Linked DNA regions of Mus musculus: regions 2, 3, 4, 5, 6 and 7 are each linked to region 1. A link is a contact called in public promoter capture Hi-C and targeted proximity ligation data. All regions are on one chromosome and are shown on one strand. The core of a region is the stretch at or near the end of the contact, and the rest is flanking DNA. Distances in the headings are between cores, read along the strand shown.

What was found. Promoter capture Hi-C pulls out the DNA fragments that hold promoters and counts their contacts. Capture Hi-C pulls out chosen DNA fragments and counts their contacts.
Region 2: a promoter capture Hi-C map of adipose tissue shows a contact between it and region 1, with 2.4 times the contacts expected there. A contact is called at or near these places in 2 of 39 promoter capture datasets (cranial neural crest and liver), 2 of 130 datasets of targeted methods (microglia and pancreatic cancer cells) and 2 of 9 other capture datasets (adipose tissue and macrophages).
Region 3: a contact with region 1 is called in a promoter capture Hi-C map of liver, with 3 times the contacts expected there. A contact is called at or near these places in 3 of 39 promoter capture datasets (the HPC-7 cell line and liver), 7 of 130 datasets of targeted methods (the 230-238 cell line, astrocytes, embryonic forebrain and 4 more) and 3 of 9 other capture datasets (adipose tissue, embryonic stem cells and macrophages).
Region 4: a contact with region 1 is called in a targeted proximity ligation map of embryonic limb bud, with 9 times the contacts expected there. A contact is called at or near these places in 2 of 39 promoter capture datasets (embryonic stem cells and liver), 1 of 484 Hi-C or Micro-C datasets (embryonic stem cells) and 3 of 130 datasets of targeted methods (embryonic forebrain, embryonic limb bud and embryonic stem cells).
Region 5: a contact with region 1 is called in a targeted proximity ligation map of embryonic stem cells, with 6 read pairs. A contact is called at or near these places in 3 of 130 datasets of targeted methods (embryonic stem cells and stem cell-derived neural progenitor cells).
Region 6: a contact with region 1 is called in a targeted proximity ligation map of pancreatic cancer cells.
Region 7: a contact with region 1 is called in a targeted proximity ligation map of pro-B cells, with 3 times the contacts expected there. A contact is called at or near these places in 4 of 39 promoter capture datasets (the C10 cell line, cranial neural crest, hippocampal neurons and 1 more) and 2 of 130 datasets of targeted methods (pancreatic cancer cells and pro-B cells).

Annotation. Positions count from the first base shown.
Region 1 is chr19:8,817,651-8,822,012 of GRCm38.p6, reverse strand. It overlaps Hnrnpul2 (heterogeneous nuclear ribonucleoprotein U-like 2), which reads right to left and starts at 2,612. Exons shown (of 14, transcript NM_001081196.1): 1 at 1,200-2,612. The coding sequence starts at 1,731. It overlaps Ttc9c (tetratricopeptide repeat domain 9C), which reads left to right and starts at 2,719. Exons shown (of 4, transcript NM_027412.3): 1 at 2,719-2,992; 2 at 3,329-3,577. The coding sequence starts at 3,340.
Region 2 is chr19:6,967,926-6,972,287 of GRCm38.p6, reverse strand. Plcb3 (phospholipase C, beta 3) reads left to right here and starts at 2,474. Exons shown (of 31, transcript NM_001290349.1): 1 at 2,474-2,741. The coding sequence starts at 2,643. Gm52400 (a long non-coding RNA gene) reads right to left here and starts at 3,592. Exons shown (of 3, transcript XR_003952919.1): 1 at 3,444-3,592; 2 at 2,188-2,294.
Region 3 is chr19:6,985,257-6,989,618 of GRCm38.p6, reverse strand. Vegfb (vascular endothelial growth factor B) reads left to right here and starts at 1,968. Exons shown (of 7, transcript NM_001185164.1): 1 at 1,968-2,267; 2 at 2,803-2,845; 3 at 3,133-3,329; 4 at 3,525-3,598; 5 at 3,779-3,814; 6 at 4,124-4,258. The coding sequence starts at 2,208. It overlaps Dnajc4 (DnaJ heat shock protein family (Hsp40) member C4), which reads left to right. Exons shown (of 7, transcript NM_001357001.1): 5 at 32-196; 6 at 1,344-1,430; 7 at 1,511-1,708. The coding sequence ends at 1,622.
Region 4 is chr19:7,038,095-7,042,456 of GRCm38.p6, reverse strand. Stip1 (stress-induced phosphoprotein 1) reads left to right here and starts at 2,431. Exons shown (of 14, transcript NM_016737.2): 1 at 2,431-2,577. The coding sequence starts at 2,569.
Region 5 is chr19:7,265,701-7,270,062 of GRCm38.p6, reverse strand. Rcor2 (REST corepressor 2) reads right to left here and starts at 1,784. Exons shown (of 12, transcript NM_001320554.1): 1 at 975-1,784; 2 at 242-298. The coding sequence starts at 1,101.
Region 6 is chr19:10,238,687-10,243,048 of GRCm38.p6, reverse strand. It overlaps Myrf (myelin regulatory factor), which reads left to right and starts at 2,301. Exons shown (of 26, transcript NM_001033481.1): 1 at 2,301-2,490. The coding sequence starts at 2,445.
Region 7 is chr19:10,202,236-10,206,597 of GRCm38.p6, reverse strand. It overlaps Tmem258 (transmembrane protein 258), which reads right to left and starts at 2,396. Exons shown (of 4, transcript NM_026919.1): 1 at 2,334-2,396; 2 at 65-174. The coding sequence starts at 2,336. It overlaps Fen1 (flap structure specific endonuclease 1), which reads left to right and starts at 2,205. Exons shown (of 3, transcript NM_007999.6): 1 at 2,205-2,503; 2 at 2,579-2,910.

The DNA.
Region 1 (4,362 bases), core at 1,363-3,862:
GAATTTTTCCTTAGGCTTTCATGTTTTGAAGGCTTAAGTGTTTTCAACAATTCCTTTAAAACACTCCCTTATTCTTTAATGCTTTTGATCTGCTATTTGGGATAACACAAATTAAGGGTTATGTAATAGGACCTCAGTCCCAGGACATCGGACACAACAAAAACCCCGAACACTATACTTTGCATACAATCATTGTAAAATAGATTCCAATTTTATAACACTAAGATCCAGAACAAAAACCAAGAAACAACGAAACAGTACAAAAAACTCTAAGGCAAAAAAACCTACTTGGAAGTAAAACTTAGAAGCAGCTCTCCCTCCTGACAGTCACTATAGGTTAGCTCTAACCATGCAAGCATTTCAAAAGGAGAAAGTCGTTAACTCCTGGGGGAAGTTTCCACAAACCTACCACAAGGTTACTCCACTAGAACCCCTAAATCATTTCAGCTCAGTTAGTTAGGAGCCTTAAGGGCACCAGTGTAGAATAAGTCTATAAATATGCTTATTTACAGCCTGGACAGGAGACTTAAAATATAAACACAACAGGGACAAAGTAAAAAGCCCCAGTCAAGTAACTAACATTCTACTAAAATGTTACTAGACTAAGTTTCTCTTTGCTAGTTAATGATTAAACCCAAAAGGCTCACACACTGTCTCCGACGGCTTAAGCAGGAAGGAGCAAGGTTAAATATCCAGAGTCTCTTTGAAGACTAACTTGGGTTTGACAGAGCAGCATTTCACGGACTGTTTTTTGCTTAACATTTTTAAGGTAAGGAACGAACTGTCAGGCCTTAGCTTCCAACTGGTCTCGGGAGAGCGCCAATTTTTCAGCATATTTGCGGCTAAAGGTATTCTGCTAAAGAGGGGTGGGCACCAGAAGACTGATCCACAGGTAGCTCGAAAGCCACACACACACACACACACACACACACACACACTTCCATCCACTAACACCAAGGAACCACGTTAGGCAGGAACCTCCCTCCTGCAAACAGTGTAAAGACAAGACGCCCAAACCTTCAAAAAGATGGACAGCGGATGAAAGCCACCTTCCCAGGAGAATCTCATCAAAAAGCCACTAGAACAGTGCACTTTCGGGCAAGTGGAAACAAGGAATCAGATAGCGCGGTGCAGGGTGGGGTGCTGGATCGGAGACGCACCCGGCAGGTTGAAGCCCGGCTTGGCTGCCAGTTCCTCACCTTGTTCCTCTACGGCCTTGTCACCCGGTGCCTCGGATCCCGGAGTCTCGTCTCCGCTCCGTTCCTCCGGCCCGTCTTCCTCCCCCTTGCCGTTGTCATGCTCTTCGCCACCATTTACCCCACCTGACCCAGCCGTGGCCTCCGCCGGTGTGTCGGAAGCTTCGGACTCGGCCTCCATGGCTGACGTCTCCGGGGGCTCCGGAGGCGGCTGCGCGGCCTGGCCCAAAGCCTGAGCAGGTGGTGGTTCCTCGTCTTCGTCCTCAAGCAGCGCCTCCTCGTCCTCCTCCTCGTCGTCGTCCTCCTCCTCCTCGTCCCCGCCCGGGCCTCCGCCCGACGCGGCCACAGGCCGAGGCTCCGCCTTGCAGGCCCCACCGGGCCCGGCCCCACCAACGCCGGCCTCGTCCTCCAGCATCTCAGCATCCAGTGCCTCCTGAAGACGCTGCGCCAGATCCATTTTGAGGCCGCGCGAATCCAGGCCCCGCCGCTGAAGCTCCGACCGCAGCTCGGTCACTTTCAGCCGCTTCACCTCCATCGCCGCCGTCGCCTCCTCCGCCTCCCGCCGCCTCCTCCCCTGCGAACTGTCGACCGAGCCCGACCGCGCAGGCGCCGCCGCCGCCCGCCTCCGCCTCCCGCGCCAGCACTGAGCCCGCGCTAGCAAGCGCACGCACACAGAGGCAGAGGCCGCGCTGTCTTCGCGGCGTGTTTATGTCGCCTTCCTCCTGCCCTGCCCCTTTCGGCTCACTGAGCGCAAAACAAGACGGCGAGGAGCAGCTTCCGACACACTCTGTACTCGACCGCGGGGGAGTGCGCGCCGAGGACGACGGAGTTCCCTCACTTCCCCTCCCTCCTCTCAGAGATCCGGGCCAATCAGCGCAAGCGGCCTAACCGCGCAGCCGCACAGGGGCCTGAGTCGGGCAAGGCTGGCTGCGGCTCAAGTGCCTCGTAGCACGGAAGCGTGAGCGCGCTCCTCTTTCCGTACTTCAGTCGTAGGCTCTGCGCAGTCGCGCCGGAGTCCCGCCCATCTCAGGTCTCTTACTTCCTGCCCGCTCCCAATTACCGGAGCACCCTAGGGCTTACTCGATGTCCTCTCTTGCTTATTCTTTGACTGTAACTTCTGAGACTAGTAACCGAAGCCAAGCTGGAAGGATGGGTGGTGCAGGGTTTTCGTAGCCAGGAGGGAAAGGCCTTTCCAGCATCAAGGGAGAGAGAGAGAGGGAGAGAGCAATGCCGGGACCTCTTTCTGTGCTTAAACATCTACCCAGCAACAGAGGCGCCAACCCCACCCCTTCCTTCTCTCGTTGGCCAGCTTGAATCGTAGTCTGTTGCTCTGATTGGTCCTCCGATATCGTGCGGCTTTTTTTCCTATTGGAGAAGTGGCCGGGAATTTTTTTTTTCCGGGTTGGTCCGCTGGGGAGGCGGGGCCGGTTCTGCGGGATTACTTTTCTAGACTCCTTTCTGATTGGGTGGCATGACGCAATGCGCGTGCCCCGTTAGAGGCTAAACTGCTGGCAGGTCTGGTCTCTTCCTCTCTGTGCTCCTGCAACTTAAACCGAATTCCTGGAGGAGTCTTCCGGCTTGGGCCTCCGCTGTGGTGCGGTTGTTGGGCACAATGCTTCCGGCCTCTTGTGCCTCACTTGTGGACTGGAGACTCAGGCCTCACTCACTTCGGTTCCTCAATTAACAGCAGAACCATCAACAAATGTTTGTTGGATAAGGACAAATAAAGAGATTGGAAAGGAGCGAAGCCTTTTTGACTTGTTTCACTTGTTCCCGCCTACTCCATCTTCTTCCAGGTCAGGGGGTGTGCCTCAGAGAAAGAAGGAAACGAATTTTGCGGGCGGTCACACACTTGGAACGTTTAGTCGGGCCTTTGGATTTCCCTAGTGTCTGTAATCACGCCGGGATCTCTTCTAATGGAACTCATTTGGTCAATGGCCTCACTATCCTCACATCATTCCTTTTTTTAGTTTGCGGTACTTCTGGAAACTGAAAACTAGCACAGGAGAATAGATGGGACTAGTAAAAACAGCAAAACCCACATCCCTGCGAGCTTCTTGCTTACGAAATCGATGCTCTAATCATTTATTTTGATCCCATTCTACTGCTTCAGTTTCTCTTTCATTTAACAGTTCCAACAGTCATGGAGAAGCGCCTTCAGGAGGCTCAGGTATACAAGGAGGAAGGAAACCAGCGCTACCGGGAAGGAAAGTACCGAGATGCTGTGAGTAGGTACCATCGAGCTCTTCTTCAGCTGCGGGGTCTGGACCCAAGTCTGCCTTCCCCTCTTTCTAGTCTGGGACCTCAGGGCCCAGCTCTCACACCGGAGCAAGAAAACATACTGCACACCATCCAGACCCACTGCTACAACAACCTAGCTGGTAAGTATGGGACGAGCGTGGGCAGAGAATCAAGACCGCAGGGCCGGGCAGTGGTGGAGCATGACTTTAATCCCACTACTCAGGAGGTAGAGGCAGTTCAAATACAGAGTGAGTTCCAGGACAGTCAGGGCTACACAGAGAAACCCTGTATCAAAAAGCAAAACAAACAAAAAAGATAGAATCATCAAGCCCTGTGAACATTGGAAGATGTTCTTTTTCACTGCCACCTGGCTATTTAGCAGTCGATTGAAACCTGTTTCCAATTTGTAGAGTATTCTAAAAGCAAGCGGGATTTCACAAACCTCACCTGAAACTACTTCCTGGGCTCTAAAGCCCAGATATCTTGATTTGGTGGACCTAGAATGGGTTTATTTCGAAGAATGATGCTAACACCTGTAATTGCAGCACTGGAGAAGTCCAAGTAGAAAAATGGCTTCAAGTTTGAGAGCCAGACTAGCCTGTGATGTGTGCTAATACCCTAATTCAAACAAGTAAGAATTAACTGTATCCCGTCGTGGTGGCGCAAGCCTTTAATCCCAGCACTTGGGAGGCAGAGGCAGGCGGATTTCTGAGTTCGAGGCCAGCCTGGTCTACAAAGTGAGTTCCAGGACAGCCAAGGCTACACAGAGAAACCCTGTCTCAAAAAAACAAACAAAATAAAAAACAAAACAAAACAAAAAAAAATAAATTGAAAAATGGAGATAGTCATAGTCCTGGGGATGTTTCGTTTAAGGGATGGTTACATAGGATTCATAGATGTGACATTTATGACGTAGAATGTCAGG
Region 2 (4,362 bases), core at 1,225-3,724, 1.8 Mb after region 1:
GTTGCGACAGATACTGTGAGAGTTGAGTCCATGACTCTGAAGACCGTCAACCCTGCCTGTACCCCCAAGATGATGATATGGAACACTGCCTTTCCTGGCCCTTGACCATATATTTGATGTCACATGCCAGGTCCTTTCAGAGGCATGCCCATCCTGCTTCTCCCTCTGGCTCCCTCCCATGTCATCCCCAGAGCATCCTTGTTTTCCTGGGGCTGGCTGCTGCTCTGTCTTGTTTCTTCTAATGACTATTCACTGTGAGAGGAAAGATGGGTCTGCTAGCCTACAGCTTTCTTGGAACCTGGGCCGCTCAAACGGGAGCCCTAGCCTTGAAGCACAAGGGGTCGGATTCAAGTCCTGACTCTGCCCAGGAAGTGGGCAAATCACTCATGTGAAAGGCGTGTCTTCCAGGAGGCCGGGATCCTGACCTCCCTGTGACCTGGAGCTCGGGCTCTGGAGCCTTCATCCTGCTATGCTCATCCACCAGCCCTCCTATGACTGGAGAGTGCCTAGCTTCTCCTGCAGCCTCAGGCTGTGGCTTCCCATGGTAATGTGGCCCCCTCCCACCAGAGAGCAGCTAAGGATGCTTGCAGCACCTCCCTGAATCAGAGGCCCTGGGGAGGGACCTGTGGGCCCAGACCAATCCCTTAATCAAGGGTAGAGGCCGGAAAAGCTGCCTTTATTCCCCCCATTACTGCATGCCTAGAAACTCTATTACCATTCCAGGGCTGGAAGAAAGCATCCAAAGAGGAAGAGGGAGCCTTCTAATGGGGGGCTGCCTGGCCTCAAGAGATTAGTGGTGGGGGAAGAAGAGGGCCTGGCTCAACAAACAGCTTCCATCCTGTTTTTCAAGGCCCTGCTTCCAGAAGCTTCTGGGAGGGCTCAGTCATCCTGCCCTTAGCGTTGGTGTGCAGGATCCCCTGTGCCCTTTTTTTACTCTTTCCCCTTTGACATTCCCAGTTTCTTTTCTACCTGTCACCCGTCTACAGAGGGGTGTGTGTTTATTGCACTGTGATAACTAGCTCCTGGATAAGGGAGTCCTGGATTTGAAAGCAAGCCTGTGGGTAGAGGCCAATCTCCACTCTTAATGGTTCTGATCTCTGGAGGAGGTGGGTGGTAGTTGGAGCTCTGAAGGGGTATTTTCTTATAGTCCTTGTGGAGGAGGAGAAGGAGGAGGAGGAGGAGAAGGAAGAAGAAGAGGAGGGAGATGACAGGCCTGCACCCCCCCCCCTTTTCTCCTACAGACCAGGGAGCAGAGGCAGGAAGCAGAAAGAGGGGTTAAATCCTCTCAGGAAGCTGTGTGACCTTGGGCAAGTCCCTTCCCCTCTCTGGGCCTCAAGTGGAGATAACAATCACACCACTGCACAAGGCCACAGCCAAAGACAACTAGATTCATTAAGTTTGCCGCCATGATGGCGATTTGGAGGACAGCCAGTGCCAGGCAGGGCTCCTCTGGAGGCCTGAGCGCCTGGGGCAAAGGCGCCGGTAGGGAAGCTCCTCCTTAGCCGACCCTCCTCCCCCAGAGCTAGCTCCAACTCTTTCTGGGTTTCTAGGTGACTTGGCTGGCCCCTCTGGATGAGTTCTACTTTAAACCTGCTGCTGCTGCCTCCTCTGTATTGGGGGGGCTCCCACAGGGGCCCCCAGGCAGGAGCCCCCCCAGCCAAGCCCTGCGGGGGGGGCTACAGCCCCCACCCCGGCCGGTGCCCATGGGTCTGCCCCTTCGGTTCCTCAGATCACTGGAACACAGATTTCAGGGCACCTGCTGTGGGCCAGGAGCTGCACAACCCCTCCTTTGGGGACACCCACGAGGCTTCTGCCACCTCTGGGCAAACAACCATCTTTCACTATGTTCAACTAAGAGGTTCACTGAGACTGGCTCCCGTCACAGGGTCAGCAGCACAAGAACTGCGGCAAGGTTTTCTCTGGAAAACCAGGATGCCTGGGTCCTCAAAGGAGGTGGCAGCTCCAGGCCTCCAGAGCTAGGGACGGGGGAGGGGCGCCTGCCGGCGGGAGGCCCATTAGCCAGCTAAGTGCTCCCTGGGAGGGGGGACTGTGCTGCAGCAGGAGGGGGAGAGGCAAAGTGAGGGCACGCGGGTGGAGTGGGATGGAGAGAGATGGGGTGACGACGTTTCCTGAGCTCATTAAGTGCGGTAGGAGTCGGGTTGAGGACAAGGGTCTGTGTCCCCTAACCTTATTATCTTCGCCTTTTCCACCTGAGTCCTCAACCGGCTGACCTTGGCATGTCTTGAGCGGCTCCAACACCCGTCTTTCCAGGTGCACCCTCAATAGCACTTTATCTAAGACAAAAAAAAGAGAGTCCTACTGAGTCAGCCGGCCAACAAAGACCCCCCCCATTCCATCCATCATCCCTTTGGCTGCAGTCGCCGCCCCAACCGCGAGGGGGCGCCGCCGTGGGTCGGGCGGCACCATAGCGGTGGGAGGGGGCGGCACCGCCCGACGGGGCGGGGCTCTGCGGGGGCGGGGCCGGGCGCCGAGTCTCCGGTCCGTCCGGGACAGACTGGCTGGCGGGCGGGCGCTGACGCCGCGGGGCCAGAGCGGGCCGCGCGGGAGCGTGTGGAGAGAGCAGTGGCACCGTCGGTTCCCGTCGGGGCTCCGTAGGTCCCCGAGCCGCCCCTGGCTTAGCCATGGCGGGCGCGAGGCCCGGCGTCCACGCGCTGCAGCTGGAGCCGCCCACCGTGGTGGAGACCCTGCGGCGCGGGAGTAAGTTCATCAAATGGGACGAGGTAAGTGAGTGGGCTGTCCTCTGCTCTGCCTAGATCGAAGGATTCCTTCAGTCACATTCGACTAGATGAATGCCAGGGACCCCCACTTCAGTGTTGCCTGACCACCTCACCCCCTATTCCAGCCTTGTTGCACTCCGGAAACTTGAGTCCCCTGTTGTCCTGGTAATTGAAGACTTTGTCGTTGTCCCCGCTCTTCTCCCCCGCAAGACAGTAGCTGTGGTCAATTGGGCTCTTCTTGGCATGGAGACTTTGAACCCCTGTAAATCCTGTCCTTCTTCTCACTCTTTTCCACCCTTGCCAACGATGAATATCAAAGTCTCCATGCTGGTTCTTAGTTTTTGGTCTGGTCCCCAGACCCCTGTTCCTGGCACAGGACCCCCATGGGGGCATAGGACATCCTTGCCTTGGGTGGGGTGCCACTGGGATCCTACTCTTCTCAGTGCCTCGCTTGCCTGAGCCATTATAGTCATCCCTTTCCAGCCTGCCCTGGTTGATACCCTTTCGTCCTGCTTCTGGATTCCAGCGAGCTTTCTGTTCAGATGGGAGCACCGAGCCACCCCTTACCGGAGACTTTGTTCCTTTCCAGGTTCCTCCAACTCTGGGAACTTTGCTCCCCACTCCTTAACTTAGTGACTTTGAACCTCAATAAATCCTGGTCCCCACTTTTTATTGCTTTCTCTCAGGTACTTCCCTGATACTCACCTGCGGCTTCTTATCTAGATATCACGTCTCACCCACGTTTCTGTACTGTTCCCTCTCCTACCCCCTGGGCTCCTTGCTCCCTAGGGCCTCAACTCAGGCGGCCTGAGTTTCCTTACTGTTCCTTCCCAGTCGGGCCATAGGCCTGGAAGACGCTGGGTTTCTTTCCGGCAGGGTGGGGCAGGAGTGAGAACTAAGGGGAGGGGCTGGGGGCGTGGCCTTAGCTGCAGGTGTGCTGGGCAAGGGTGGGTACCCCCGGGGCCCCAGGATACCCCTTCCCCCAGGCCAGACTAAAGGGAAAAGTTTCTCCTTTTCCTTGCAGTGTGATAAACCCAAATAAGGAAGTGGAAACAAGGAGAGGGCCTGGGTTGGGGTGGGGGTGCTGAACAAAGTTTGGAACTGAAGAGCCAGAGCCCTGGGTGGCCTTTGGAGGTTAGGCCCCTGAAGATGGTGCCACAGGGGCTACAGGGACAGTACCCACAAGTTTCCCCCTTTCTAGCACTATTGGTGGCTAGCTGGTCAGGCCTAGGGCAAGGTTTGGAATCTCCTGGAGGGGTTGGGACCTGGTGTCCTCTGATTAAGAGTTGAAGGATTATGAGTCCCATGGGTTTAGGGACCTGTGTCCCCAGATCAGCTGCTGTTCTTTTGTAAACCGAGACTGCATGGGTGGGGCTGTGAACCCCTATTCTCCCAAGAGAGAAACTGAGCTCTCTGCTGTGAGGTTGAGGCTGAGGTCAGGAGCCAGGGGTGGTCCTGCAGGGGTCTTGGCTTTCTGTTTGCCACATGCCAGGACTTTGCAAGTGTACCCCTGCAAATCCTGACTCCTCAGTTTCCTCCTGTATAAAATGAGGGTGATGTAAGGACACACCTCACGCACAAGGTGTTGGGGAGCACGGAGAGGGGGTTGGGGAGCATGGAGAGG
Region 3 (4,362 bases), core at 719-3,218, 1.8 Mb after region 1:
GGCTTTCCATTGTCCTTCTTTTGCTCTTCAGCAGCTCCTGGGAACCCCCCAACGCTCAATACTGGGCCCAGTTCCACAGTGTGAGGCCGCAGGGGCCGGAGTCAAGGAAGCAGCAGCGTAAACACAACCAGCGGGTCCTGGGGTACTGCCTCCTGCTCATGGTGGCAGGCATGGGCCTGCACTATGTTGCCTTCAGGTGCCTCCCCATGCTTCCTGGGATACTGGGTAGAGGGTGGGTCAAGCGTGCTGAGGCCAGCCAGCCACTGCAGCCTATGACCTGCATACTTTGTCTCTCTCAAGCTAAGAACTTTGTGAAATCAAGAATTGGAGCCCTGCCTTTCTGAGTAAAGGCAGATCTGCACACAGGGCTAGAGTCGTTTTCTGTTTCTCATAGCTTGAATGTTAATCTTTGATGCTGCTTGTTGGTGAGCTGGAGCCACCTGAAACCATACTCAAAAAACCACACACGGTCAAAACCCAGGGGTTCTCTCCTAGCACTGCGTAAATGAGGGCGGTTTTTCCTTTTTGTTTTGTTTTGATTTGTTTTGTTTTGTTTCTCTGAGACAGGGTTTCTTTGTGTAGAACTGGCTGACCTGGAACTCCCTGTGTAGACCAGGCTGGCCTCGAAGTCAGTGCACCATCACCACCAAGCAATTTTTTTTTTTTTTTTTTTTGCAAATTTTTTAAGTTCAGGGTCATCTTTGGTTACATATGGAGTTTGAGGCTAGCCTAGGCTACATTAAACTGTGTCTCAATATAGAAAGAAAGAGGGCCAGGCAGTGGTGGTGCACGCCTTTAATCCCAGCACTTGGGGGGCAAAGGCAGGTGGATTTCTGAGTTCGAGGCCAGCCTGGTCTACAAAGTGAGTTCCAGGACAGCCAAGGCTATACAGAGAAAACCTGTCTCAAAAAACCATAAAAAAAAATAAAAGAAAAGAAAGAAAGAGCGAGGAAGGACAAGTGCCGTATAACAGTGACAGTCCATGGTAGCTGCCAGGACCTCACCATACACTCGAATGCATGCTGTCATACCAGTTTTCTGTGGCATAGAAACCCAAAGGATGGAGCCCATTGTCCGTAGTATCTAGCAATGGAGATTACCTAAATATGCCCCCTTTCTAGTCTTCTGGGAGAGGCAACCTGATTTCAGAGCTGTTTCACCAACCTTCTTCACAGGACAGCCAGTGACTTAGGGTGCCACCTAGTTCTGGGACTTGGGCCACTTGGTGTCTGTTATAGAGAGAGATGTAAAGTTGTGTGAGAGATGCTAGAACCTGGTCAAGGACCAGGGTTTGAGGGACACCAGAGTTCGGAGACTCGGAGTTAACTGCAATTCCTTCACAGGAAGCTGGAGCAGGTGCATCGCAGCTTCATGGATGAAAAGGACCGGATCATTACAGCCATCTACAATGACACTCGGGCCAGGGCCAGGTCTGTCACTGCTCTGACTTTGCTTCCTGCTTCAGCACCACCCTCCAGGATGTCTGTCCTGATCCTGTTTTTCTTTCCAGGGCCAACAGAGCCAGGATTCAGCAGGAGCGCCAGCAGAGGCAGCAGCCTCGGGCAGAACCCTCCCTGCCTCCAGAAAGCTCCAGGATCATGCCCCAGGACACAAGCCCCTGAGAGGCTTAACTAAATGGGACCTTCATTGGTCCTCTCCCTGCTGCCTGTCCAGAACTACACGTGCAATAAACTCATTTTCAGACGCCTGTCCGATTCGGTCCTTCAGGTCACGCATCTCCTCACCCCTCCCCTCGTGAGGCAGCGACCCCCGGAGCTCGGCCTCCAGGGCGGTGTGTCCCCTTTCCCCTGCAGCGGCGGGAGGGGGCGTTTGGAGGGGACCGGCTCCGCCCCCGCCCCGCCTCCGCCCGCGGCCCGGTGGGGAGCGCGTGTTTAGGTCACATGAGCCTCTTGCCCGCCAGCCCCGGCCAGGCCCCCTGCCACCCCCCGCCGTCCCCGTTGCCCGCCGTCCCGGCCACCACCGCCGCCACTACAGGCCGCCTGCCTGTCTTGTTCCTCAGGCCGTCGCTGCGGCGCTGCGTTGCGCTGCCTGCGCCCAGGGCTCGGGAGGGGGCCGCGGAGGAGCCGCCCCCTGCGCCCCGCCCCGGGTCCCCGGGCCCGCGCCATGGGGCTCTGGCTGCCGCCGCCCCCCACGCCGCCGGGCTAGGGCCATGCGGGCGCTCCCGGCGCTCGCCCCCCGCGGGCACCATGAGCCCCCTGCTCCGTCGCCTGCTGCTTGTTGCACTGCTGCAGCTGGCTCGCACCCAGGTACGTGCGTCCGCGACATCCCGCTCGCTAGCTCGCCCGCCCGCCCGCGGTGCCCTCTCAAGGTTGGCGGAAGTGGGGAGGCGCCTGCTACCTCTGTCGAGGGGATCCTCAGTTCAAACCGGGAATATCCCTTAAGAGGTGCCCCTTGGCGAAGGCCCGCTAGTCCTAGCCCATGCCCCTGGGGCCACTCCCCCACCTCACCCCATCCCCTGGGCGGTTGTAGGGCGGAGCTGCCTCCGTGCCCTCCGAACCTCGTTTGTCTCCCACTATCCTGGCTCCTGACCTAAAACAAGCCCAGCGCTAAGGCTTGGGCTTTAGTACCATTCCCAGAGTATGCCTGGTGGGTCTTGGGCCAGGGAAAGTACCAGATGTCTGAGTATACAAGAAAAATTAGAACCAAGGTCTTGGGAACAGAATAAATCTGGAAAGGTGTCAGAAAGGCGCAGAAGCCTGACTCAAGGACGGAGCCCTTACATAGCCACAGGGCCAGCCCTTTTAGAGTGCATCTTGGGCCCAGGTATCTTCTTTCCCACAGGCCCCTGTGTCCCAGTTTGATGGCCCCAGCCACCAGAAGAAAGGTAATAATAGTTAACAATAACTTGCCACCAGCCAGTACTAAGAGGGGTTAGCACTTGCTCTGATTTCATATCCCTTATCTTGCGTGATCCCAACTCCTTTGGGCGATACCATTCCATAGAGGAAGAAACTGAGGCAGAGGGCTTAATCATTTCTTGAGAAACAAGGCAGAGAAAGACAGGTTTAAAAGATGGTTGGGGTGGTGGTGATAGGGTATCAGAGAGGCTACATGCTCAGAGGAGCTTCAGGAGACCTGATAAGAACTTAATCCATCTGGGTCTGCCCACAGTGGTGCCATGGATAGACGTTTATGCACGTGCCACATGCCAGCCCAGGGAGGTGGTGGTGCCTCTGAGCATGGAACTCATGGGCAATGTGGTCAAACAACTAGTGCCCAGCTGTGTGACTGTGCAGCGCTGTGGTGGCTGCTGCCCTGACGATGGCCTGGAATGTGTGCCCACTGGGCAACACCAAGTCCGAATGCAGGTACCAGGGCCTATGGGTCAGGTGTGTTGATGGGACAGTGATGTCCTATGGGCTGGGCCAACCCAGGGAGGGGCGTGCTGGAGGTGGGAATTTCTGGTCATTCTTTCTCTAGCCTATCTAGTATCCCCTTCCTCTGTCTTTTTCTGGCCCTGCCCCCCACCACTCACTGTCTCTTCCTCGTTCTCCTGAGCACAGATCCTCATGATCCAGTACCCGAGCAGTCAGCTGGGGGAGATGTCCCTGGAAGAACACAGCCAATGTGAATGCAGGTGCCAGCCAGGTCCAGGTCACAAAGTGTAGCATGGGGTGGGGGTACCAGGCATGGGCTTGTACCTTACTTAGTAGGGACCAGGTGACTGAGAGTAGAGCCAGAAGTAGTAGGCATGGATCCTGGGGCAAGAGTGCAGGAGGCTTGGGTTTCTTTAATCTTTCTCTCTCTCTCTTTTCAGACCAAAAAAAAAGGAGAGTGCTGTGAAGCCAGACAGGTGAGTTTTTGGGATTCTTGGTGCTGGTCCAGGAGAGAGAGCTCATGGGTTAGGGGGTGCACAAGTGAGCCAGGAGGCTGCAGCCCCTCTGCCTTCTTCTCTCACCCGACTCTCTTCCCTTTTATACTCCCCAAATCCACACACTCTGCTCTAACCCTAGCTCCTGGGAAGACTCTTCCCACCCCAGACGTGTCGCTTCTCCTCCTAGGGTTGCCATACCCCACCACCGTCCCCAGCCCCGCTCTGTTCCGGGCTGGGACTCTACCCCGGGAGCATCCTCCCCAGCTGACATCATCCATCCCACTCCAGCCCCAGGATCCTCTGCCCGCCTTGCACCCAGCGCCGTCAACGCCCTGACCCCCGGACCTGCCGCTGCCGCTGCAGACGCCGCCGCTTCCTCCATTGCCAAGGGCGGGGCTTAGAGCTCAACCCAGACACCTGTAGGTAAGGAGTCTGTGGGGTGGTGCTTGTGTGAGAAGGCCGCAAGGTTATGTCCTGGAGCAGGTCCAGATGAGCCTGCTAGTGGTGAAAAGACCAGGGATGGAGAA
Region 4 (4,362 bases), core at 1,182-3,681, 1.8 Mb after region 1:
ACACCCGGCTTCTCATTGTTAGGAGTCTCAGCTAAAGTCATCCCCATAGCTCCTGGAAGCTACCCCTATCCCAGGTCTCTGTCATCTCTCTCTGTTTTTTTTTTTTTTTTTTTTTTTTTTTTGAGACAGGGTTTCTCTGTGTATATCTCTTAGCTATTGCTCCAGTACCAGGACTGCCTGCCTGCTCCCATGCTACCCACCATAGCAGTCTTAGACTTACTCCCTGGAACTGAAAACGTCAATAAACTCTTTTGTAAGTTGCTTTGATCATGGTGCCTCTTTAGAGCAATAGAAAAATAACTGGGAAACACAGCTTTTATTAAGTTTTTATTTTATTTTTATTTGTTTTTTCAAGACATGGTTTCTCTGTGTAGTCCTGGCTGTCCTGGAGCTCACTCTGTAGACCAGGCTGGCCTTGACTCAGAAATCCACTTGCCTCTGCCTCCCAAGTACTGGGATTAAAGGCGTGCACCTACATGCCCGGCCCTTGTCATTATTTTTAAGGTTTAAAAAAAAAATGCATTGTCAAACCAAAAAAAAAAAAAGCCGAAGCCGGGCGCGTGGTAGTGCATGCCTTTAATCCCAGCATTTGGGAGGCAGAGGCAGGCGGATTTCTGAGTCAAGGCCAGCCTGGTCTACAGAGTGAGCTCCAGGACAGCCAGGGCTACACAGAAAAAACATGTCGGGGGGGGGGGCGGGGGGGGGGAAGCATTGTCGGCCTTGAAGTGGTGATATATCTCTGTTGTGTGTGTTCAAGGACTCAAACTCAGGTTGCCTGGCTTGCTTGGTTGGGGAATAAACACCCTTTACCACATTTTCAAGCCATCTCAAGCCCTTCCCTTCCCCTTCCTTCCATTTTTTTTTCTTCATTTGCTCAGGCTGGCCTTGAATTCTGATCTCCCTCCCTTTTCCAACTCCCAAAATTTGGGATTGCAGTCATGCACTTTTTTTGTTGGTGGTGGTGTCTTTGTTTTTTTCCAGGCTGGGTTTCTCAGTGTAACAGAACCCTGGCTGTCGTGGAACTCATTTTGTAGTCCAGGCTGGCCTCCAACTCACACAGATCTACCTAACCCCCAGCCCCCATCCCAGTGCGGGATTAAAGGTCCACTCCATCATGCCTGGCTTAATCATGCACTTTGTATACATGCCTTTTGTAATTAAAAAAAAAAAAAAAAAAAAAAAACAACCAAAAAACCTAACCTTTGTATTTTCTTTTTGTCAAACAGAAGGTTGGAGGCTCATGGGTAGAGGGCTTGTGTAGCACAGACAAGACCTTTGTTTCTATCTCCAGTCACCCAAAAAGTACTCTTGCCACATTTGGCTCACACCTGTAATTTCAGCACTCTGCCTCTTCCCTCTCCCTCTCTCTTGAGACAGGGTCTCACTATATAGTTCTGGTATGGATAGCTCTGGCTGTCCTGGACCTCACTATGTAGATCAGGCTAGCTTAAGAGATACACCTGCCTCTGCTTCCTGCGTGCTGTATGCCACCACCGCTCATTTCCTCCGATCTTAAGTGAGGCAGGAGAAAGAACTAGGTAGGCATAAGTGAACAGATAAGGGGTAACCGGATGGAGAGGGTATGCATTGGTGCTACTGGCACAGACATGGCACCGCACAGCCCACGTTCCTTATACAAATCCTGTCCAGACCCCTGATCATCAGTCTCTGTCGTTCCATAAGCTACACGCTAAGCCTGCAACCCAAGTAGCATTTCTGCTGGCAGGCCATGGTGACCAAAGCTTGCAGCTGAGTTCAGAGAGTAAGGGCCAAGCAGCCGGTCCGCCAGGACACTGCCGGAAAAGCGGAGGCCTGTCGTGGCCCGCAGCATTTTGGGAACATTCAACGCAGGCCCGTCATAGCCCGCAATATTTTGGGTACATTCCGGGCCTAATAGTCAGGATGCGAGGAAGCGCGGGCCAACAGTCTCAGACTCAGGGAAAACAGCTTGTAACGCTGTAGTTAAAGCCTAGGCGACACCGGGCCAGATGCTCGACTCCCCACGAACCACCAGCCAGCCGAGCACCCCCTTACAGGGCAGCGGCATAAACCAATCAGCGCCAGGAATGGCCAAATTTTTTTTTTTCCCCACCCATCCACCCAATTGAATGTTTCCTCTGAAAGGCGGTTCCGTCTAGGAGTCCTTCAGCCCAATGAGAGTTGTGGAAATTTCCAGAAAGAACAGGACCAATGGGTGCGGCCAGGCCAGCTACAATTGACGGACTAACCAACCAATCCGTGTCGTCAAGACCCGCTCCTCCCTCAGTTAGCCTAGCCCTGAAATAGGCGGGACTTGCCGCGGAGTGTCCAATCCGGAGGTGCAGAGGAGGCAGGGCTGAAGAGAAGACCCGTAAAAAACCAATGAAAGAGAAGTCACGATGATTGACTGAACTTTAAGCCTATAAAAGGGGCGAGCAGAGCCTCCTGGACGTGTTCAACCAGTGAGCAGGCGAGGAAGGGGCGGTAACCTGGGGGTCCCGGCAGCTTCTAGTAGGTTCCAGAAGGCGGCGCGTGCGGTTGGGAACGCGGAGCGGACGAATTCGATTCAACGGGGTTCCGGGCCAGGCTATGGAGCAGGTGAAGGGGGAGGGGCGGCCGGGGCCCCGGGGCAGCGCAGGCCTGTTGGCGGGGAGAAGCGAGTGGTTGGGGGGCCGGGTCGGGCGGCCGAGGCGCGGGCGTGAGAGCCGCGGTCGGGCGTGTGAGGGGAGAATGGCGAGCGCCCGTCGCCCCCGCGACCCGCCGAGTGGAGCGGGAACAGGCCTGGCCGCGGCCGGGCCCCGAAGCTTCTGGGGGCCGGGCCTCCTCAGCGCGGAGAGGCCCCTGTCGGCCGCTGCGAACTTGGAGGGATCCGGTGACCGATCACCCCAGCAGCCTTCGGGGTACACGGCATCTGTGTGCGCCCGGGAAAAGGACCCGCGCGACTGCAGAGAAGGCGGGCGCGGACAGTGTCACCAGGGCTCCCTGAGGCATACATATGTCGCCCCTCCCCCCACTTTTCGTAGTGACTGTGGGGTGACTGAGTATCCGACCCTTGGAAATTCCGTTCCCGATTACACAGGATTTAGTGGTTTTAGACAGTTGTGAGCCGATAGTGAGGAGCTAGAAGTCCCTGTCTCTACCGCTCAGCATCTGATCTGGGGCACAGAGGGAAACCTGCCGTCCTTACCTTGGTGATTTAGCTCAGGCTACAGTGGCCTGCATCTGAGGCCTGGAGAGGTTTTGTTACCTTGGAAGCTGTCATTGAACCGTTGTGATTCATCCAAACACACACATACAAAAAGAGCACAGCTTACTACTACTTTTACTGTGATGTATAAAGTAAAACCTTTTGTTCTGGAATAGTCACTGTGAGGGACCGTGGGGCCTCTCACCTTGTTAATAAGACTAAATGGAGAGGTTAATCAACTTTCTGTACCCTTGGAGTAATTAAACTGTAACTGCAGTACGGACAAGAGAGACGCTTTTTTGGTATGAGTAACACCTTGCTCTGTTACAACAAAAAGAGGTTGTTTTTCATTATCATTCATTCATTCATTGTGTGGCACTAGGGATCAAACACAGGGCCTGAATTTAGAGCTATGGTCTACCCCGTCCATCCTCCCCACCCTCCTCAGTGGGGAAAAATCCTGCCAGCCATTATACAAGTGTGCAAGTGTTCCTGTGGACTGCAAACTTACAGTAAGATGACAAATTTGAGCGTTGGGCTTAGAGATGGCTCAGTTGGTTCAGCGTTTGATGTCTAAGGATGAAGGCCTGGGTTCCGATTGCCTTTACCCACTAAATCGGTGAGGGGAGGGGAGACCCGAGCATCTCAGGCCTGTCTGTGAGCTCCAGATTCATTGAGATTCTGTCTCAGAGTAAGGTGGAGAGTGTTGGAGGAAGACCCTGACTTCCAATGTCTGCCCCATGCACTAGCATATACACAAATGCGTTTGAATATTGGAAATTGTACATTTGAGCCAGGTGGTGGTGGCATAAGTAAGCCTTTAATCCCAGCACTTGGGAGGCAGAGGCAGGTGGATTTCTGAGTTTGAGGAGAGCCTGGTCTACAGAGAGTTCCAGGACAGCTAGGGTTATACAGAGAAACCCTGTCTGGAAAATTGTACATTTGAAGAGTAGAATTCCAGGTAACTCCTACAGTGACACATAGTTTATATTTTAAGATTTAATTTTGCTAGGCATGATGGTGCACTCAATGAGGCAGAGGCAGGCTGATCTCTGAGTAAGTAAGTGGACCACCAGAGTTGTATAGTGAGACCCTGTCTTAAAAAATCCCAAAACATTATTTCTAATGCCCGGTGTGGTGGCACAGATCTTCAATCCCAACACTTGGAAGGCAGAGGCAGACAGATAGACAGCTTT
Region 5 (4,362 bases), core at 535-3,034, 1.6 Mb after region 1:
GAGACCACTGAGCAACACAGTCAAGCGAGGAGGTGAGGCCCAGAAGGGAAGGAGGAGCTGAGACCCAGACAGGAAGGCAGAGCAGGAAAAGTAACAGTGCCACGGGGCCACCCACCCCGCCCACCGCCTGTCCCTCAAGCAGGAGCCAGCCAAGAGTTCCCAGGTGGGGCTGTAGGCCAAGCCATCAGCCTCCACCCCTCCCTGCCGCCCTCCCTCCCTCCATGTCTGTCCTGCCACTCACCAGGCTTGCACTCCGGAATTACTGCTTGGTAATTGGTTCCAACTCGGATCATGCTGTCTGTGGAGCCAGGGGAGGCAGTCAAGACTCCAGGGAAGTAGGGGGAGGATATAGTGAGGGGAGGTAGCTGATCTGGAGTTCTCCTTCCTGACCACTCAGGGACCCCCACCATACAGGAGACTCACTTTTCCTTGATAGTGCCCCCCAGCTACCCTCCGATAGAAGGTACTAGGAGAGTCATACCCTGCCTAGTCATGGCCATGGGGGGAAGGGGAGGTTAAGAGGACACTTTTAAAGCCCAGGCTAGAGCAAAGTGCTTTGTTCTAACTGGGGGTGGGAGCTTGGAGGGCTGCCCCTAGATCTGGACCACAGCCTTGCAGAGAGCTCGGGGCTCCTCCCCACCACATGAGCTTCACAGCTCCGCATAGAGGTATCTTCCCAGTACCTGGTCCAATCAGACCTCAGTCCCCTGCAAGGCTGCAAGGTATGAGGACCCAATCCATCCAAGAGAGGCATCCTAAGCTCCCTCAACGACTGAGGGCAAAGGGGAGGTGGGTGGTCAAGGGCCCAGCCTGTAGATTTCCTGTGCCGGCAACACCAGGCACGAGAAGGCTGAGGTTGCAATCCAGGAGCGGCAGAAACCATCTGTGGTTCGCAACTCTCCCCCCCCCCTCCTCCACCTTCCATGATCCCTCCCCGGACCAGCGCGCCTTTAACCCTAGGCCACCAGGCTCACCATGAGAGTGCTCCTCCTCGCTGCTGTCATCCTCCGAGTGTGGCTGTCCGCCGTTGGGTGCCGTCTTGGCCCGACTTCGGGACAAGATCCCGGAGCCCGCACTGGGCTTCTCCATTACTGAGGGCATTACCCTACCCGGCAGCCCCGAGGGGCACGGGATCCTTTGGAGAGCGCAGGAGCTTGCCGCGCTTGCCTCGAGTGCTGCGCCTGGCCCGGCCTGGAGGGGTCGCCACTGAGGCTACGAGAGGCAGGAGGTCAGCGTGGCTAGGGTCCGGGAGGTCGGGGCCCCGGAGGGCAGCCCTAACGCTCACTGCGACCCCCACGGGCGAGGACGGCAGAAAAGTTTGTGAAGTGGGGGTACGGGGGAGACGGCGCGGCCGGGGGCACGCTCGCTCCGTGCGCCCCTCGGGGCTGGTTCTCCCCCGGGGAGAGTCGGGGCGCGTTGCCCTCGGGGAGCCCCGGAGCCGCGCCGCGCGCCTGCCCACGCTGTTTGGCCAGCAAGGGCTACCGCGCAGTGGCCGCCGCAGCTGACTCCGCGCCCCTCGGCTGCGCTGAGGATGCCCCGATCCCCAACGGAGGTAACCCTGCCCGACCCGACCCCACGGCAACCACGCCAGCCGGCTGGAGCCCCGGCGGCAGGACGGCGCGCACGGCGTGCGGCGCTGGAGCAGAGTTGCCGGGAGGCGGGCGGAGCGCAGCCGCGGGCGCCGCCTCGCACCCTCCCCGGCGCGCTCGCTCGCCCCGCCGCGCTCGCGCTACCGCCGCTCGCTCGCCCGCTCTCCGCCGCCGCTCGCTCCTCGCGCACACAATGAAGCTGCTGGCAGGGAAGTAGTGCCGGCTGCGGCCTCAGCACCCCTCCCCCAGCCGATGCCTCCGCCAGCTGAACATCTGGCCCTGGGGTGGGAGGGAGGGCCCGGGGGGCGGGGCCTGGGGCCGGGGCTAGACCTCCAGGGGGTGGGGTCAGGACCGGAATGGGGCGCACGTACCCCCCCCAGGGAGCACCCTTGGTGTCTCTGAGTTCTCAGACTTGGCCCTTTTGGGTAGACCCCAGTGCCCCCCAGGAGAAGCCCGGGGTCAGCCCCACCCACAAGCACACCGGTTCCACACACTACTGGGCTCTGGTTACTGTGGCCTGCCCCGGGGGCCCTGAGGCCGCCTGTCCGACCGCCCGGGTGGAGCCCAGCTTTTCCTTCCATTTCCCTTCCTGCCAAGGAACTCCCTGCCCCCCCTTCCGCAGGGGGATCCCCCCCTTCATGCGCCCTTGGGGGCCAAAGCGGATGGGAGGCCGGACAGGCGCAAGATGAATTTCTATAAGAGCCACTGGGCTAGAACCTGACTTCTGCTAGGTCTGTGGGTCCCCAGGGGTCACCCTAGTGTCTTTCAACTGCTGCAGTCTGCACCCAAAACAGTAGTATCAAAGATTGAGGAATGAGTATGAAAGGTAATAGGGCAAGTTCTGGGCTGAAAGGGGCGAGCTCCTCACTGGGTTCACTGTCACCCCAGCTGGAAGCAGCATCCCCCCTCCCCCCGGACAGGCACAGGCAGAGTGACAGACAGGGAAGCGGGTTGGGAGGCACAGACGGAGTTGGGGGAGGGGGTGGGCAGAGACTTTCAAAGCCAGACCCAGCCACCCTGCCAGGCACACAAAGAGCCAGCGCACTCACCGGCAGCAGCTCGAAGCCTGTGAGCTGCGCCTGTGCCCGTCCCCGCCGCCTGGGGCACGTGCTGCAGCTCACACAGGCCGAAGCCCCCGCCCGCTGTCCCTCCCACGGGGAGCCCGGACTCCTGGACACGCCTCTACCCGGGCACACCCGCTATGCCCAGATCGAGCCGAGCCTGCACGCGCACCCTCCTCTCCCTTCCCTTCCTTGGCCACTCTGTAATCAGATTCCTAAATTTAGAAGCAGCCCTGGCCCCAACCGGGGATCCCTGCCCCTACCCACTGGCTGTGGCCGACCGGCCTGGGTCCTGTGGTCAGGCCACGACCTGGCTGGGGCATCCTGTTCCTGGGGGCTCTTTGCCTGCGGCTGGCAGAGTCAGACACGACCCCGCCCGACTTCAGCACTGTCCGGCCACATAGGGCCACCCAGTCAGCGGCCACGTTGCCCGCCACACCTTGGGCCAAGGTTATGGGGCCTTTTTTCCTCCCCTTAAATCATGAGCTGGGCACCAAGCCTCAGGGTGGGGAGATCTGGGACAAAGAAAGAAAGAAAGAAAGAAAAAATGAACCAGAGGCAATCTGAGCTGAAGGGGTCTGTACCAAGAGGCAAAGCGACTTCCAGTGGCCCCTAGAAATGAGTGGCAGGGAGCCAGACCTGTCCCCAATACCTGTACCTTGTAGTGAGGTGCTCCTGTTTCTATCCCTTTGCCTAGCTAGCAACCATTGTGCACACCACACTCTCCTATGATGGCGTCTTTCTTGCTTCTGGCACCCATTAGGCAAGGCTTCTATTGGGTCCCCCCTCCTCCACTTGCCTCCTTCCATAGGAGAACCTAGGATCCCGGGCCAAGACCCCAAGACCTCAAGCATCAAGCTTAGTTCTTGTTTCCGTCCTCCAGGGCTGCCCCAGGTGTGCCAGCACAAGGCCTAAAGAGGATCCCAAGCCACAGGCTTCCCTTCTGTCTGGAGGCCACTTCTCCCACACACTGGGACCCAATACTGCTCTCACTTAGCCCTGGAGCCAGGCCCCCACCCCCGCCCACACACACCAAAGGAAGAGCCTGCTCTAGGGTGGGGGCAGGGTGGGGAGATTTATTTATTTATTTATTTATTTTTGAGGTAAGAGGGCTGTCTGAGAGCCCTGATATAGTGATCCTTCTGCCAAGGAGAGACACAACACGGGAGGGGCATCAGAGTTTAAGGACAACTGTGGGGGCCACAGGGTGCAGAAGTGGCTGGTTTCGAGTGATGTATTTCACCCTCAAGCTGCAAGGGCGCAGGAGAGAGGCAAGGTCCCACCCCTCCCACCTGCTGCAGCCGCCCCCTCCCCAGCTGGCCCCCTCTTTTGTGAGAAGGCACACAAAGGACAAGGGGCCCCGGCCGGTCTGGCCATCTGCTCCTAGCAGCCTGGAGGCTCTTAAAGAGACAGCTCCCCCTCCCTTGCGGCCCTGGGACTGTGGGGTGTGGCTATGCCACAGAACCCAGTCCAGGCTGTACCCCAGGTCCCACCCACTCTAGTTCCCCAAGTCCTAAGGTCAGGAATCTTCTTCCCTCAGGCGTGGGGTTCAGAGGTGCCATGTGGCCAGGGATCTGGGGTATGATAAGGGAGAGAGCCAGCCAGAGACCAGCCCCTCCTCTCATGCAGCCTGAGGAAGCTCAGAAGCAAGCAGCAAGAAGCTCACCTCCCTGAGGCCACCTGCAAGCCTGGCTAGAGCTCAGGTCTCCCGG
Region 6 (4,362 bases), core at 1,052-3,551, 1.4 Mb before region 1:
ATGCTGGCCACTGAGAAGAAGGGAGACAGATGGGAGAATAGGAGAGCTCAGGGGGTCTCACTCGACTCCCTGCAAAGCTGGGCTTGTGCTCCACCTTAGTTTGGCAGCCACTGCCAGAAAGAGTCAAAAGTTCTAAGCTGGCTAGGTTGGTATCTTGATTTGATAGTAAGTTTTCCCAGCCTTCTGGGTTGTTGTTGTTGTTGCTGTTGTTGTTGTTGTTGTGTGTGTGTGTGTGTGCCTGACTTTGTAAACCCCCACTGGCATTGCACTTGCAATCCTCCTGCCTCAGCCTCCCAAGTACATTGGTTATAGGTATATTCCCCCACGCTTCGGGAGGCTGCTCAGTTTCATCTTTCCCAGACAGTGGTAAAGCTTTCTGGTTTTGACTTCCTATGCCTAAGGGTTCTCTGAGGATGTGCCCTGAACCACTCTGTAGTGTGGTGATTTACTGGGTCTGGGATTCTAGAATCCTAGATCTAGGGTTCTGAAGTTTACAGGTGCCATTCTCCATACATTCAACCTGTACTTTTTGAGTACCTATTGTGTGTGAGGTGTGTGTGTGTGTGTGGGGGGGGGTTGGTGTTGAAGTTATAGCAGTGCCCTCATAGGCCTTCCTGAGAAGGAGACTAATGGAAACTACATGCAGAGCTACGCGCCTATGAGGGTGAGACAGGTTGAGGTGGAGTAACTGCTTTGGAAAGAATACCCCAAGCTGGGCAGTGGTGGTGCACAACTTTAATCCCAGCACTTGGGAGGCAGAGGCAGGCAGATTTCTGAGTTCGAGGCCAGCCTGGTCTACAGAGTGACTTCCAGGATAGTCAGGGCTACACAGAGAAACCCTGTCTTGAAACCACCACCACCACCACCACCCCCAAAAAAAGAATACCGATGTGTGCACTGAGGTCTGGTGGCTGAGAAGAACTAGCCATTTGGGAGCAAGCATCACAAATGAACTAACATGTGCCATGGCCCTGTGGCAGATGTGGGCCTGGCATGTTCGGGTGATGGCAGAAGGTCTTGGTAGCAATGGTTAAGTGAGCCACGCAGAAAGCAGTTGAAGCTGAGGTCATTGTTACAAGTGGAGAGAGATGAGCCAGGTTTCTGAGAAACCAGGGCAAGAGGTTTAGATGTCAGAGTGCAAGGAGAAACCACTGGTTTTACCAAAGGCATGGTGGTATGATCTGACTTCTGCTTCATAAAGAATTAGTTGGGAGGACTGTAGAGGAATCATTAGGAGAGATGCTGTGTAATGGGGGCAAGATGGAGGTGAGAGTCCAAACAGGAGACACGATGGTTTCATCCCTATGTGATTTCAGATTAAACATCAGGTAGGGCAGCAGGGAGTAAGAGTATAACTCTTAGTGGTGGTGGCACACGCCTTTAATCCCAGCACTTGGGAGGCAGAGGCAGACAGATCTCTGAGTTTAAGGCCAGCCTGGTCTACAGAGTGAGTTCCAGGACAGCCATGGCTACCCAGAAAAACCTGTCTTGAGGAAAAATAAAGAATGGCTCTCATTAAACTCTGAACCCTATTGACCTTGAACTGTACTGCCTAATACTACCAAGGTCACACATAACTAATTATGCTCAAAATAATTAAAATAAAACAAAGCTGAAAAGTCAGGAGCTCAATCCCCAGAGCCATATTTCAGATGCTCAGCTGCCACTGTGGCTAATGACAACACCTAGAGTATTTCCACCATTCTAGAAAGTTCTATGTAGAAGCACTTCTCTAGAGGGCACTCATTAATCCTTAGCTTCCTCATCTGTAAATGCAAATTGTAATAGTTCCAGACAGGTGGCAAATGCCTTTATTCTCAACACTAGGGAAGCGGAAGAAGGCGGATCTCTCTGAGTTTAAGGCCAGACCTACATAGATTCGGTGTGCGTTGGGCCTTGGGGGGTGGGGGTGGGGAGTGGGGAAGTGGGTGTGTACCTCCCTAACAAAGACCTGCCGGAATTAACAGAGTTTAACACCTATAGAGTACTTAGCACAGAGTATCCCTTTGTTACCTGGGATAGGGTGAATACGAAAAGGAATAGGAGCTATCTCTGAGATCTGGTACTGAAAACCCTCAGATTCATAATCTGGAACCCTACCTATACCAGAAAAGAGTGAAAAGCGACTAATCCACAGACTTTAAGGCAAGGCAGTACCCAGGACACCACCGCCGCGTCGAGCGCCCCCTGCAGACGACGCGGCACCCTGCTACCCGAGGTTGCGGCTCTGGGCGTACCGCCAGAGGGCGCTGAGGGCGGCGGGCGGGGCGCGGGGCAGGCGGAGGCCGGGCTAGGGCTGCGGGGAGCGAGCGTGAGGAGAGCCTGGCCGGACTGTACCGGGAGCCCAGCCGGGACTGTCGCGCGGGCCGCGCCGGCGATGCCGCGCCCCCGGGCCAGGCTGTAGCGGGGCTGCGGCCGGAGCGCACGCGGCGGGCAGGCGGGCCATGGAGGTGGTGGACGAGACCGAAGCGCTGCAGCGCTTCTTCGAAGGTGAGAGACCGCGGGGTTGGCTGGGCGATCAACCTCCTGCTCTGGGATAGGCCAACCAGTCTCCCTGAGGACAGGAGACCCATGGGGTTTCCACCATGCACCCAGAAAGGACCTCCAGAAAGCCTCCTTTTTGGCAGGGACTCTACTTCAGACTGGCAACAGCGAGGTGAATGGCTTCGAGATAGGGAGTCTCTAGATGTCTGCCCAAGCCCGTTGGACTTGGGTTTCCCCGAATCGGCCTCCAACACTCAACTTCCTTGGGGATGGGTTCCTTCTGTGCTCGGCTCTCCTCGAAGCCTTTCGGGTCCTGCGGTCCCTGAATGGTGATACTCCAACCCTCAGCACACTTCTCTAGTCTGAGGACGCTGTACTCCACCCATACCAGCCTCTTTCTTACTCCATCTAGCCTGGGACTTCCCTTTTCCCTTAAGGCTGGGACCCCAGAGCCTAGCCTACCTTCTAGGAGCAGGGACCTCCTGACTGTGCTTCCTGGAGGCTGAGACATCCTTGGAGGCTGTCACCTGTCTTGGGCAATGCTGCTTCCTCCACTAAGGCTGAAATAAATGCTCCTCTAAGCAGCTACTACTTCCTTGCCTGGGGCAGGACCTTCTCTTTAGTGTGATTTCCTAGAGATGGAACTCCCTTGAAGCTGGCTGACATCTCTGTCACCAGCAACCTCTGCCCTAGGAGACCTCCAATGCTGTAAATGGCACCCCACCAGCCCCTATGAGGCGCCTCAGGGTTGGGTCCCTCACACCTGACCCAGGAGCTGACCTGGTCCCCCCCTCACCTTGACCTGAACTTCTCCAGTAGGATCTATGTACGCTCCATTATATATGTTTTCCTCACCTCCCCCACCTCCCAACCCCCACATTGATTTTAGAGTCTGGTCCTGGTCTAAATACTGCCTCAGCTTTTCCTGAACAGACCCTGCCCCTCCCCCCATGAAAGCTGGGTTCAGGAGGGAAGGGGCTGGTGTAGGAGGGGGAGGGGAAGTGCAGGCTGACATCTCCCAGCCTGCTGGGTTTCTCAGACCCTTATTGGAGACCGAGGCACTTGAACACCTTTTGTATCTATCCCCACTATGTTGAGAAACTATTCCCTGCCTCACCCTCTTCCTAGTCCCTCAGCTAACATCTTGCCCCTAAGTACTGGTCGAGGCTTCCATGAGCAGAACCTGTTGCCCTCAACATACCAGGCTGGGACTGTGAGTTGCAGGATGGAAAATCAAGACCCAAGTTTAAAGCCCAGTGCCCAGTTCCTGAGAGATTTCCCCACGCAAGAAGAGGACTTTATTCGTTTCTCTTTCCATGACGTGGGGAACCACAGAATACTTTTGTCCATCCACTCCTACATCTGAGCAGCCCAGGAGAAGACAGCTCCAGTCTCAGGTTAACTTAACTCTAGGATGTTGAACACCCAGGCAGAACAAGTCTTGAGGCTGCAAAATGCTAGGCTTGGACTAAATTCAGTGATCAAGTCTGAGGCAGCTATACCATTTGAGGGTGCAAGACACCACCCCTCAGTCCAGGAGCTCTCTGGGAGCTTCCCAACTTTGGGCAATAGGCTAAGAGTGCACAGGGACTTTGTGAGTAAAGATTCTAGAAGAAGAAAGAAGTCAGTGGTCCTTGTTGGGTACAAGTACTGATTGGGGGTGCCTAGTGTATTCTTGGTGCCCCTAGTGACCCATGAACCAGGACTCTTTGGTTTATGTAGGTATCCCTCCCCCACCCCACCCCCACCTGGGCTCTGGGCACAGGGGTGGGCCTAATTGGCCTGGACTCCTCACTTCTGAGCCAAACTTTCCCTCTTGGCCTGAGGTGGGGGGGTGGTGGTGGTGGATGGAAGGCTGACGCCACAGCTTAGCCATGC
Region 7 (4,362 bases), core at 1,147-3,646, 1.4 Mb before region 1:
AATGTGGTTTCTCTCTCGCTTCCATGGTCACTAATTCTGCCTCCTGGCTGCAAATAAAGGATACACGAAGAACCAGGCAGTGAAGAACATGCCGATGGCCAGAAGTACCACAGTCAGGTGAGGGAAGACAGCCGGGTTCACTGGGCTGGTGTACCTACTCATGGCTTCGAGCTCCTAAGGAAGAAAACAGGCCATCTCAGTTTCAATCTGGGGAGACCGTGGAGCAGATGTGTGCTGCTGGGCACTCCTTCAAGTGAGTCACTGTGGAAATTACAATCATTTTGGCTGCGTGTGTTAAATTGTATTACCTTTATTTACTCTGTGTATATGTGTGCGTTTAGGTACCAATGAGTGCATTTTGAGTGTAATTTGTCAGAGGACAAATTACAAGAATTGGTTTTCTCCTTCCACCATGTGGGTCCTGGGGACTGACCCCAAGTCACCAGGCTTGAAAGTAGGTGCATTGCATTTACCTGCCATTTTGCAGGTCACTCCTCATCTCCTTTCTTAGACGTTAGAGGACAACTTTCTGAGAGACGCCTTCTGCCATGCTTGAGGCAAGGTCTCTCTTGGGCTTTGGTCACTGTAACACGCATTCCAGGGTAAGCAGCCCTAAGGCTTCTGGACATTTCTCTTGTGTCCATTTTCCATCTTGCGGTGTGTGAGTTCTGGGGTTACCACATCTGGCTTTTGTTTGTTTGGTTTTGAGACGGGGTTTCTCTGGGTAGCTTTGACTGTCCTAGAACTCACTCTATAGACCAGGTTAGCCCCAAACTCACAGAGATCTGACGGCCTCTGCCTTCTGAATGCTGGGATTAAAGTCATGCACCACCATCGCCTGGCCACACCTGGATTTTAAAAAGTAATGTGGGTTCTAGGATCCAACTCAGGCTATCAGGCTTGCACACCAAACCCTTTGCCCATGAGCCATCTCCTAGCTCTACATCACATCTTAAAAGTAGGGACGTGGCAGGCTTTGTGGTAGAACATTTGCCTAGCATGCATGAAGTCTTAAGTGTGATCCCCAACACTGGGAAATAAAACAAACAACAATAACAACAAAGAATGGCAGCAGCCACTTTCAGTGAGATAAGAGCAGCTAAGAGTCAGAGGATAATGGCTCTTAGGGGTTTCTAGCTAATGATCACTATGTAAGTCATGGATCTGTCTGGGGGAAGACACCTAAAGAAAAACGCTTGCCCACAATTCCCACTGCTTTTGGATCTGTGTCCAGACTCTAAGCCGTTAATTTGTACAGGAAGCCGGAGCCTACACTAGTACAGACAGCTCAAATTCTAATGTAGGAGTACTGCTTTTCATTGCCTTAGGGGGGAGCCACGGGGATCTCCTGGCAGAAGACAATTGGGATAATTCTGGCCCTACTGAATCCTCAGTCTGAGTTAAGTAGTTATAACACTGTTTGTGTCACAGGGCTGATGCATGATTGGAGAAAGATGAATGTTGACACATCTAGTTTACTGCCCGGCACAGAGTAACTGCTCAATAGGTATTTGTTTCCTTCCTAAAGTTGCAGAGAAGACGATGAGATAATCCCTGTGAAAGGGCTATAAACGTAAAGTTCTGTACAAATGTTAACTTCCATTGTCACTTTCTTGCCAATGTTTCTAAAGTCCAGAACATAACAACTCCAGAGAAGTAGACTGAGCCCATTGTTCTAGGAGACACAGGAATTCAATTCAGTAAACAATTATGTCCCCCTTCCCCCCTAAAAGAGCCAAGGACAATCGCTGCCATTTATGGAACCTCCAAATGCAGGCCCAGTGTTGGGCAACAGGAATACAAAGACGAATAGACATCATCCCAGAACTAGATGCACGTCAGATGGTGGTCACTAGGAGGCGTGGCAGATTAAAAAAAAGAAGTCCAGGAAACGTGGCAAGAGGTGTGTACAGACTGAGAGCTCCCAGAAGACAAGACAAGTACCTATGAGAGTTACAAGTGTTTTACCAGGAAATGGTATTTATACAAGGGCCTTGCGGGATAAGTAAGATTTCAGCAAGGGAATCCTTCCAGATAGAGATAACTGATCATAAGAAAGAAAAATAAAAACGCGAAGGTTTTCAAAGTGCACCCTGTGACCTTCAGAATTATAGTCAACAACATCATAAGCACATTGTGATGGAAACCTCAGCCTGAGGAATACACGGTAAGGGGCTTGCTTTCCCGTCCCTAACTCAAACTAGAGTTTCAGCGGCGTCCCACCCACCGGGCACTCCATACTGAGGCCTCCGCGGAAGAACGCGGTGAGGACCGGGCACACAAGAGCCCTAGGTCCTGGCCACAGCACTGTCCGTTAACTCCCATCATCTCACCATTTTGCCCCGCACAGGATAAACCACCGATCCGCCACCGGAAGAACACGTCGGCAGGAGCAAGCGCACTGAGCAACAGGAAAAGGATGTGGTCCCTTGCGCGTGGCATTGTGGGACTTGTAGTCCCATGTTCTCAGGAGTAACGGGAACTAGGACTATGCGGACCTGCTGTGAGTAGCATGGAGTCGGACTGTGGGAAAGGGTGGTGTGAAGTTTAGGTTTTAATTCATTTTTTCCCCAGAAAGAACGCCCACTATGAAAGCTGCTATCGGACCTGGTGGGGCATACACTACATTTCCCAGGAGGCTGTTCGCGCCTGGCAGATCACGTGACGAGAGCGCGGGCTTTGGAAGGCGGCGAAGCTGGGAACGATACTGAAAGAACGGGCTCGGGACTGTCCAGAGAACGCTGTGGACTCCAAACCACTGCTAGCTGCTTAAGGCTCGTGCACTCGAGACGGGGTGAGGTCTCGCGGAAGCGTCTCTGAAAGCGGCAGAGCCGCGGGAACAGCACCGGGCAGCCCGGGCTTGGGCCATTCGCTCTGCTCCGAACATTCCTCTTCGCCGGTAGGAAGAAGGTAGTACCCTCCTTCCAGTGAGGACTCAGAGACCAGAGCGTGTTCATCCTAGGGCCCTTGTGAGGAGTATGGAGCGGGGAAGTTCTGTGCCTTTAATAAGGAAATGGGTTCATGTTCTGCTGACATCCAGAGACAGTGCTTTCTTGTATTTCTGACTGAGGCAGGTGTTGGAAAAGCCCCAAGGACATTTCTGGTGAAGGGAAGTCTGGAAGACTCCGTAGAACAGTGGGGCCCAGTTAATACGGTGATTAATCAGTAGGCCTCTGGGGAGTGGGGAGCAGGGGAACTAGGTGTGTTTTTATCCTGCCTGCAGCCATTTCATTTAAGGCTTTGCTATCTGGAAGGTCCTGTGGAGGCGGGACTGAGACTATCAGGACAGAACAGGTTTCCCTCTGTGTGACATGATGGGTGGTAATAGCCTGTATTCATTCTAGCAACGTAGTAAGTGAGGTGTGAACCATATGGTTGACTAGGGAACATGGCACGGCATCTGGTGATGTGTGTATTCCATCTGGGTTTTTGGTTGACCGGTTCTGCAAGGCAGAAATGGTTATTCATTCTTATTTAACAACTCAGAAGTGACTTGTGTTACACAATCTTGAAGATGTAGAGCACTTGCTAGCAGGAGTGAGGGCTCTAGCTCAGTCCCCATTGTTATACCCACACACAGAATACCAGATTCAAGGATGAGTTTTTTATTTGATTTCTGGTCTGAGGATTCAACATGGGACTCCATGCATGCTAGGCAAGCCACTGTACCAGGGAGAGCTACAGTCTTTAGCCTTAAGACTGAGTTTTTGCTGCTTGTATTCTTAGAGGAACCACAGTAATACGAACCAGGAAGAAGTAAGGAAGGAGGGCAGGAAGAAGACCAAAGAGAGAAGCAGGCCTCTTCACTAGGCTTCTGTGCTATACAAGTAACGTGTGCTGAGGTGTTTGTAGTCAGGAAGGAAGGGGACTATACAGGGCCACTTGGGCTTCAGAAAAGACACAGTGAAGTAAGACTGGGAACAAATTAGAACAATTGACAGGACTTTCTTTTTTTTTTTTTTTTTTTTTTTTTAAGATTTATTTATTTATTATATGTAAGTACATTGTAGCTGTCTTCAGACACTCCAGAAGAGGGAATCAGATCTCGTTACAGATGGTTGTGAGCCACCATGTGGTTGCTGGGATTTGAACTCTGGACCTTCGGAAGAGCAGTCGGGTGCTCTTACCCACTGAGCCATCTCACCAGCCCTTGACAGGACTTTCTTATGGTGTGGACACACTAACATTGGGCGAGCAAGATAACCTTAATAAATTGCATATTAGAAAATCCTTTTATTGTACATTTAACACATTAATATGACTTGACTGACACAATGCAGATATTTTTGTTTAAAATGGATTCTCTTTCCCAACTTAATTTTCTGTTTGTTTTTGAGACAGGGTCTCAACTATGTAACTCTG